2 separate regions of the Mus musculus genome follow, and region 1 is linked to region 2. Evidence: chromatin contacts called from public promoter capture Hi-C data. All regions are on one chromosome and are shown on one strand. The core of a region is the stretch at or near the end of the contact, and the rest is flanking DNA. Distances in the headings are between cores, read along the strand shown. Region 1 has its middle 13 kb from the start of Tox2. Region 2 overlaps Chd6 (chromodomain helicase DNA binding protein 6).

Region 1 (4,585 bases), core at 766-3,265, 2.1 Mb before region 2:
AGGTCATATTTCAGACGATTCCCTTCAGTTCTTTCAGATTCATAATCAGTTTGTTAAGTTCCCACAGATCCGCGAGAAACATTCTAACTGAGGGATGTGCTGTGTAGCTCAGTGGGAGAGCATTTGCTTAGTGTGCACAGAGTCTCGAGCACAGGAGGACTTGAACTCAAGACCAGGTAGATTGTGCATCCTTACTAGACCAAGTCTTCCTTAAGATCTGGCTGTTTAGCAACATCCCACCTTATTTCTTTCTGTGTTGGTTTTATAACCTGTATGGAAACCTATCCTCTGATTCTTGGTTAATGATTGATGTAGGAGGTAGGTAGAGCCATCTCTGGGCAGGTGGTCCTGAGTTGTATAAGAAAGCAGGCTGAGCAAGCCACGAGGAACAAGGAAGCAATCAGCACCCCTCCGGAGTCTCTGCTTCAGTTCCTGCCTCCAGGTTCCTGACCTGACTTCCTTCAAAGATGGACTCTGACAAGAAGGTTGAAGCTGAAAGAAACCCTTTCCTCCCCAAGTTGCTTTTGGTCATGGTGTTTTATCACCACAATAGAGACCCCGACTAAAACATTTTGCATGGAGATCACTTATTTTTTCGTGAAGACCATTCTGGAGCTTATTTCTGGAAATATCCTGGAAGAATTCTTGACCCTCAGGATACCACACACTCTCTCTCCCTCCCTCCCTCCCTCCCCCTTCCTCTCCCCCACCCCAGGCCATTCCTTCTGCACCGATTGCCCTGTTTCCTCCTCTGACTTCTGGAGACATTGGTTAAGTTGACCTCTGGCCTTAAAATCAGGTATGGTTGAGCACACCTGCAGTTATTCAGGAGCCTGCGACAGGAGGATGGATCACTTGAGCTCAGGAATTTAAGGAGCTTGAGTAGTGTAGTAAGACCCTGTTTCACTAAAACAAAAACAAACAAGCAAAAACACAGTTGAAAAGTAAAGTCTCCATGTTGGTCCATTGACTGTGTGAAACAGCAATGCAGCAGCAACACTTAGCAGGAAGTTGCGAGACTTCGGAGAGTGGCCTCTCCTGCCCTTGGCCAAGTGACTCCGGGAGCAGTTCAGTCCTGGGTTCAACACCTACCTTCAACCAGCACTTAAGTTCTGACCCGGGGAAGGTGTCTCTGAGCCTCCACTTTCATGTCTGCAAAATGAAGAAAATAGTGGTCAGACGTTGGCAAGATCCATTCACTCATTCAGCAGTGTGTGAGTGTATGAGTATGTGTGTGTGTGCATGAGTTCATGTACGGGCACGTGTGTGCATTAGTGTGTGTGTGTGTGTGTGTGTGTGTGTGCTCATGTGTGAGTGTGTATGAATACTTGTGTGAGTGTATGTACACATGTGGTGTGCAAGAGTGTGTGTGAATATGTATGTATATGTGTGTGTGCTTATACATGTATGATATATATATGTATATGTGTGTGTGTGTGTGTGTATAGAGGGGGGGGCAGGGGAGAGCGTTTATAACATATTCAGCACCATTTTAAACAGAAGGCCAGGCACTAGCAAAATAGAAACCACGCCTTACTTAAACTTGTACCCGGTGAACAAGATTACAAGTGCTAATGAAAACTGCAGAGGGGAAGAAGCAGGGAATGGCGTGGGTCAAGATGGAGAAGGCAGGACACTCGGGGAAGGGCTCTGCTAAAGTAGCACTTGGCTGTAGCAGGCTGGTGGCCTGTCCAGGGACATCACTTGGGTGCTACTATCAAGAGATCAGTGGGGCAGGTTAGAGGGGCCAGAGAAGCCATGGAGTGTGAGAGCAGGAGAAGGTCTCCAAGTATCTTCAAAATACTCTGGAAATATTAAGAACTCAGTTACCACTGGAGAAGCCGCCATTAAGATTTAGAACTGGAGGGATGGGGGTGGGGTGTGAGGAGGGACGGGGCAGGGGCAGAGTTTAGCCAAGATCTGACATGGGCTTTAGAGTGCCCTGTGAGTTCTTGTCACAGTCACATACTGCCTCCTGGTACTGGGTCACTCACCCAGGCAGAAATCTACTGTGATGGGCTGAGTGACAGATACGTTCAGGAGGAAGCCTTTGTCCTTGTAGCCAACTCTATCCGAAGGAAGTAAGGATCGTTCAGTGCCCCTCAAACTCTGGCCCACCCAGGGTCCCCAGGGGGGTGGCTGTACCCCTGCTCATAAGTTATGTCTTGTCAGATCCTAACAAATTAAATAGCTTAAGTGCAAAGTGCAGGCTGCCCCAAACAGCCACTCACTCCTGGAGTCTGTTCCCATTTCCTTCTGGCTCCCCAACCTCAGCACTGGCCTTTGGGGTTTTGTCAGGAGAGGGTTAAAGCTGTGAGGACTGGAGTCTTCTCTCAGGAGATTGGAATGTGGAGGGGCTGAGCTGGGTAGGCCTGGTGGTCCAGGGCTGAGCAAGGCCATTGTTATAGAACAAGTGAGCCCCAGGAACAGACCCCCGGCCTCTAATTATGGGACACTTGTGTCTTCTCTGGCTGTGAGGTCTTTGTGACTGTTAGCATAAGAACCTACGAAGTTCATGAGGCTTGCCTCGGTTCTGACTTGCCCTAGGCTGCAGTGCTAGAAAAGTGTGAAGAGGAAAAACTGTTAACTGGGGCATCATAAAAGACAGCCCAGAGATTCTTGTTTTGGGTCACAGTGGAATTGCCCAGATACTTGAAAATGTAAAGCCAGGCTCTTGGATTTGATTCGGTGGATGGGGGTGGGGAGCGGGGAGGTGGGGGAGGAAGCTGTTTTGTTGTTGAGATTCACAGGGACTGCTGTGGAAGACAGACAGGAGCCCAGCTGCTGCGGGGACACTTCCTAAATTCTCACTCTTGGTCCTATACACTCTCATGTAGCGTGGTGAGCCCTGCATGTCAATCAACACATCCTCCAGCACCGACCTGCCCCATAGCAGTTTCCACCTGTTCACCTGCACAGCCACACCCCTGAGCACACAGTCTCAGACCAGATGGGAAAGGAGAAAGCAGGGGCAGAAACCTGGAGTGGAGAGGGTGAAATCTGAGCTCTGAGCAGACGTGAAAAATGGCGGGGAGGACAGGGGGCTGATATCTCCACCCTCTGTAAACCTCTACCAATATCTACATCCACGGTAAAAATGAATCTTAATATCCTTTGCATGGAGTTGAAGTGGGGGCCTCGCTGTATATTCTACTTATAAGTCTCTCGTCAGATATATTTTCTCCCACCCTATATACCTCCACTTTGTTTTTTTAACTGTATTTGTGTGTGGTGTGTGCATTTATGTGTGGAATATAAATACATATGTGTGCCCATACACGTATGCGCGAGGCCAGAGGCCAGCTTCCTCTGTTGCTTTCATCATCTTATTTTCTCTCACTGAATCTGGAACTTGCTGCCTGTAACAGCTAGCTGGGCTAAGCAGTGCGTGCCAGGGGTCTGCCTGTCCTTACTCTCCACCCTTAGCACTGAGGTGTCAAACATGCCCTGTATTTGTACATTGCTGCTAAGGATCCTACCTCGGGTCTCATGCTTGCCTAGGAAGCGCTGTATCTGCTGATCTGACTCTCTGGTTTCTGTGGTCACTCTTTTGGTGGTCTCTGTGACAGGAACATTTCAGGTTTAAATTCTTTTTCTTGCATTTATTTACTGGGGGAGTGGATGCCACAGAGCATTGTGGAGGTCAGCGGTCAACTTGCAGGTGACTGCTCTCTCCTTCTCCCATATGGGTCCCAGGGAATGAACTTGGGTCATGCCTGATGTCCCTTGATGATATAGACTGTGACCCGGAAGTAAACGCCAAATAAAGCCTTTTCTCACTTAGCTGCTTTTGGCCAGAATGTCTTACTACCGCAGCAGCAGGGAAACTAGAATACTGTGTAGAACACTTTAGAAAAACAAAGATTTCTCTCTTATGGTTCTGGAGCTGGGCATCTGAGAGATGCTGTGGTATCAGAGTTTCTCACTGTGTCCACGGGCTAGCCCGGGTGTCTGCTCCTTTGCTAAGTCTATCATGGCCTCTGCTAACTCTACTTATTTCCCTCAGCCCCCCCCACCCCCTTAAATGACACTAGTAAGTAGATTTAGGGATTAGGTCCCCCACAGGTGACATTTGGAAGGCACACTCAAACCACACCATTCTGTAAGGTCTGTAGTCTCTGCTCTGCTTCCTCTCTGAAATCTCTGCTTGGCTACCTTAGCAAGTACTAAGGAAATAGTAATATTAATAATATTGCCTGCCCCTGACCAATAATCCTCCCATCCTTTACCTTGGGATTCTGTGTGATATGTCAACATCTCTCTCTCTCCCTCCCTCCCTCCCTCCCTCTCTCCCTCTCCCCCTCCCTCCCTCTCCCCCTCCCTCCCTCTCTCCCTCTCTCCCTCCCTCCCTCTCTCTCTCCCTCTCCCCCTCCCTCCCTCTCTCTCTCCCTCTCTCCCCCTCCCTCCCTCTCTCCCTCCCTCTCTCCCTCTCTCTCTCTCTCTCTCTCTCTCTCTCCCTCTCTCCCTCTCCCTCTCTTTCTCTCTCATACACACACAGACACAGTCATCATCATCATCATCTGACAAAAACTATTTTCTGAAAGAACAGTTTAAGCCCCAAATTTAAAAAAAAAATTAATGTGAA
Region 2 (5,060 bases), core at 1,703-4,202:
TCCATTCCTTTGTTGAGGGATATCTGGGTTCTTTCAAACCCATATTTCAAATGGGCTATTATCAAAACTTATTTTTAATGATGATTCTAAAATGCTTTAACTTCCCTTGTAGCCTATCACCCACCAGAGGTGGACCTGTTTAGAAATAGTTCTTTGGAGCAACTCCTCCCGTCTATGTTGTCTGGAAATCAGCAGTTCAGTTCACAGGTTAGCAGTGGCAAACACTTCACACCAGCAGTTCAGTTCAGTAGAGTCGGGATACCAAACACGAATCAGCAGCAGTGGCACCACCTAGCAGAAATAGCCAGCCCTCAGCCTCGGCTCAAGTCAGCAGGAGGGATGCCAGAAGTTCTTAGCTATGCCTCTCTCAGAGAAGCAAAGATCAGCAAAGACTTGAGATCATAAGCATTGCACAGCTAGCTCTATCAGCAAGCCAAGCTCAGCCTCCCTCACTGTCGAGTCATATTTATACACTCCAAACATCCGTCTCCGCCACGGGTCTTACCACTCAGCACAGGTCTTGCCTCAGCACGTGCGTCTGTCTCAACTGACATCACTGTGCCAATCAGACCCAGTCCACAGAAGCAGCAAGAAATTGCAGCACACCACCAGAAGTTTTTTGGTCCCTTTCCCTCTATGGAGTCCCAACAAATGCAGCTCAACTACACAGTGTAAGACAGACCAATATATGTGTGTTGTTAGCAAAGGATCCTTCATCACATGTCCTTTCACATGCTTGTTTTAGCAGAACATCCTTTCTCCTGTGTCTGCTTGAGCAAAACATTACTTCACCGGTCTGCCTTAAGTCTTTCAATTGTGTGCACATCAGCTAAACATTCCTTCATGTGTTTGCCCCAGCGAAACAACATGTAACCGACTTTATAAAGAACCCTTAAGTTTCCACTTCAGTGGTCCATGCTACCACAAGGGCCATGTTGGTGTCCTTGATCCTGTTTTGAGGCTAGGGGGCCATGTGGATGTCTGTGGTCTGTGCTGCCACTAGAAGCCATGTTGGTGTCCATGGCCCAGCAGCAGCCTGGGTCAGGTTGATGTCTGTGGTCCATGCCATAGCCAGAAACTATGTGAAGTCCATGGTCAGTGCTGCTGCTGCTGACTGTAAAAGGACAAGGAAGCTTCTTTTGCAGTGGTGGTGATGGCTGCAGACTCGCAGTTGAGAATGAGAGACATAGAAGACTTGTATGACAACCTCTCTCTCCCCTTGCACCTCCATCCCCCAGCCCCAAAGAAATGGTCTAGAAAGGAAGCCATTGAATAGAACTCTTCAAAAATTGTGATAGGGATGTTGAAGTGTAGCTCTTCATAGTTGGTGGCTTCTGGTGGGGGTAGGGCTGGAGAAGGACTCAGTTTTCTTTAAGGGGGCTGGCCACTAGGAATTTGACCATGCCTTATAGTGAGTATATGGGCAACATAAACTGGCCTTGGTATTTTTTTCTTCTTTCTCTCTTTTTTTTTGGGGGGGGGGTGGGTGGTGGTGGTGGTGGACCTGGGAGAACTGGGAAGAGTGTGTGATAGGGTACATTATTTGAAGTTTTCAAATAACCAATAAAAATATTATGTCCAAACAAAAACCCACAGTACCTACTAAAGAGGTATCTGATTTTGTTAGCACAGTGATACTCAACCTGTGGGTCAGGACCTTTTGGGGACTGTCAAATGACCCTTTTGCAAGGATATCCTGCATATTGGATGTTTACATTTCAATTCATCACCAGCAAAATTAGTTACAAAGTAGCAACACAAATAGTTTTATGGTTGGAGGTCACTACAACATGAGGAACTGTATTAAAGGAATGTTGAGAACAATTGTGTTAGCATTTCAGGGAAAATATTTTTTTTAATTGGGTATTTACTTCATTTACATTTCCAATGCTATCCCAAAAGTCCCCCACACGCTCCCCCACCCACTCCCACTTCTTGGCCCTGGCATTCCCCTGTACTGAGGCATATAAAGTTTGCACGACTAATGGGCCTCTCTTTCCTCTGATGGCCTACTAGGCCATTTTCTGATTCATATGCAGCTAGAGACACGAGCTCCAGGGGGGTACTGGTTAGTTCATATTGTTGTTCCACCTATAGGATTGCAGATCCCTTTAGCTCCTTGGGTATTTTCTCTAACTCCTCCATTGGGGGCCCTGTGGTCCATCCAATAGCTGACTGTGAGCATTCACTTCTGTGTTTGCTAGGCACCAGCATATAAGAGACAGCTCTACCTGGGTCCTTTCAGCAAAATCTTGCTAGTGTATGCAACGGTGTCAGCGTTTGGAAGCTGATTATGGGGTGGATCCCCGGATATGGCAGTCTCTAGATGGTCCATCCTTTCATCACAGCTCCAAACTTTGTCTCTGTAAATGGTAGGGTTAGGGCAATAGACAACATGGAGTATAGAGAGGTCCTTAGGGAGGCTCTTTCAGACAGGAAGTGATGCCAAAGTGGGTGGGAATAAACCAAAGTGTGCTGGGGAGGAACAACATGATTTAGGAATTACAAAACAGTTACAGGTAAGGGAGACCAAAAAGAGTTTAGGCTGAGAGGCAGGTTGCAGACCACTGCTCTCCAACAGGAGCATAGGCATGCAAACAGGTGGTGCTTTTGAGGTTAGTTCTCAGGACTTGAAGGGGTGCCTGTGATCCCTAGCTAGACCGGCTGGGATTAGGCTGGGTACATCTGCATAAAGATCAGAAGCAGGCTTGGATTTAGAAGTGCACAGTGGTCATTGTGTAGAGAAGCTTGGGTGTTTAAAAGAATTTTCAGGAGACTTTGTGGGGTTGAGTGGATTAAGTCCTGGAAGCCGAGACATTTGAGAGGAGCCTGTAAAGGGAAGCTGAGCTCAATCAGAATTGGAAAAAAAATCTTCAAGAAACCCGTGGTTAGGAGCCCCGCTCCTAACCCGAGAAGCTGTGTGCAGTTGATAGCTGCTAGGAGAGCGACAGTCTACTTTCTCCGTGGACTGCCGGTTACATCAGCCCCGCTCCAGACCGCATGCCCACAGGCCAACACAAAACAGCTCCACCTTTTCTTTTCTTTCTTTTTCTTTCTTCTTTTCTATTTTTCTTTCTTTCTTTTTCTTAGAAAATATGAAGTTGGAGGGCAAAGAATATAATCAAAGTATACTGTGAAATTTTAAAAACATTTATAAAAATTTTAAATTAGCCTTCTTAATGTACAGAATAGTATAAAATGTTCCCAAACACCCTATCTCTTATCCCACAAAAATTCTCTATTAACATCTTGTATTAATTTGATTCATTGTTTAATGATGAGTGAATGTTCATATGTTAAATCCATAGTTTAGAGTGTACACTCTTTGTAAGAGTATTTCCCCCACACCCCAAAGAAAACAGTAGGATGAGCATTCTGAAGCAGGAAGCGAATGAAAGGAGGAGGACTGGGTGGTGTGTATAGATAGGGTTTGTTACAGTTGCTACTATTTTGAGTTGAACATGCTTCTTTGCTGAAACAAGAGCTACAGAAAGTGGGAAATTAGTGATTTTTTTTTAAAACTAGGGGAAATGAACCTCTCATTCAATAAATGTTCGCTAAGCATTTCACTACAAGCCCATGAGAGTCTAGCTCCTAGGAGTATAGCATGAATAAAGTGGCTAACTTTCCTGTGTTGTATACAGAAGACAGCTGTAGTAAACTCAGAACCCAAAAGCAGAATGACAGAGAAAAACAAGCCTCAAGAGCAGGATTACAGTGAGACGAGAGATTGAGGATGGGGAGGCACTGTTCCTCTTAGACAAGAAAAGACACTCTGAAGAGACAGAGACTCTAGAATATAATGAAATGGAGCCGAGGTGATTGGCCTCTGGCCGTTTGCAAAGTAATACATACACTAAGCTTGAATTTAATGCTTTGTATAACAGAAGTGCCCCCATCCAGTAGTTCTCACCATTCATATTTATTACATGCCTAAGGGTTATAAATTTGTGCTAAAAAACTTAGTCTCTTCATTTTAAAATCTTTCAACTCCTATCAAAGTTCACCCCCTACCATGGTCATTATACTTTGGCCCTTTATCATTCTCTTTGACCTGCTTCAAAACACCTTCCTCCTGGAGACTCTCTGTCACCATTGTCAGGGGTGGACGCCCAGGGACTAGTCCTCTGGAGTGCTGCCACCTTATCTGACCTTAAGGGTTGTCAGCACTTATAGCTGTCATAGAGTTTTTATTCACTGTGTGACAGATGCCATAGATTGTCATCCTCTTTAATTCTCCTGACCCCTCTGGGGCAGGTGTCCCCATTTGACAATCTGTGAAACCTCTGGAAGGGATCTTCCATAATCACTCCCAGACATTGGTTTTGAACTCTGATTTTTGGCACTTCAAATTCTTGATATTTAATAACACCTATAATTTGCTTCACGTCCAGTGTGATATAAGTAACTTTGTCCACTTTGTGTCTCAAGGGCAGATACGCGATGTCTTAGCTCTTTTTCTCTGGCTGACAGTTCAGTGTACGTCCTGTTTCATCTAGGGAAGGAAAAGCTGCAGGAGCTTGAAGACTGCTGGTCACTCATCATCCACAGATCAGGAAGCAGCAGGGGGAACACAGGCCAGTGCTCGCTTTCTCTGTGTTCCGCAGTCCAGCGTCCCCTGCCCAAGGAATGGAGCCACCCACAGTTCATATGGCTCTTCCTACATCAGTTAATGTAATAAGGTCACTCCTCACAGGCGTGCCCAGAGGCCCACTTCCCAGGTGGTCTAAATTCTGCCAACAGTTGTCAACACTAATGATCACAGGTAGAATGGGAAGCTGAGGTAGCTGAGGGGTCCTAAGTGCTGGGTCCTCATTGTGACCGAAATCCAGGTTCTTAAACTGAGGTGCTGTGTGACTGAATGAGTGTTCTGACATGTATAAGTTATGTTGTTTAATTAAGTGTTGAGATTCTGAAATTACTATTTGATTTGTTCTTCACTGAGTCACGATCTAATCACAACTTGTGAGTTCTGGTGACACAGCAGCAGAGGCCGTAAAACCTTTTCTGTGTGCGGAAGCACAAACCATTCCTGGTGCACGGCATCCAGCTTTACAGAA

What was found. Promoter capture Hi-C pulls out the DNA fragments that hold promoters and counts their contacts.
Region 1: a promoter capture Hi-C map of stem cell-derived epiblast-like cells shows a contact between it and region 2, with 4 times the contacts expected there. The contact joins two enhancer-like sites. A contact is called at or near these places in 2 of 39 promoter capture datasets (hippocampal neurons and stem cell-derived epiblast-like cells) and 1 of 115 datasets of contacts at active chromatin or transcription factors (embryonic forebrain).

Annotation. Positions count from the first base shown.
Region 1 is chr2:163,188,016-163,192,600 of GRCm38.p6, reverse strand. No RefSeq gene overlaps it. Among named protein-coding and RNA genes, the nearest start is that of Tox2, 13 kb to the left of the region's middle. RefSeq lists an enhancer at 1,065-3,938. Within about 2 kb of position 2,015, at least 42 of the 459 cell types and tissues checked have an H3K27ac peak or open chromatin away from gene starts, as enhancers often do. A contact at or near this core is called in stem cell-derived epiblast-like cells, where this site is marked.
Region 2 is chr2:161,064,148-161,069,207 of GRCm38.p6, reverse strand. All of the region lies in intron 1 of Chd6 (chromodomain helicase DNA binding protein 6), which reads left to right. Among named protein-coding and RNA genes, the nearest start is that of Chd6, 42 kb to the left of the region's middle. Within about 2 kb of position 2,952, at least 24 of the 459 cell types and tissues checked have an H3K27ac peak or open chromatin away from gene starts, as enhancers often do. A contact at or near this core is called in stem cell-derived epiblast-like cells, where this site is marked.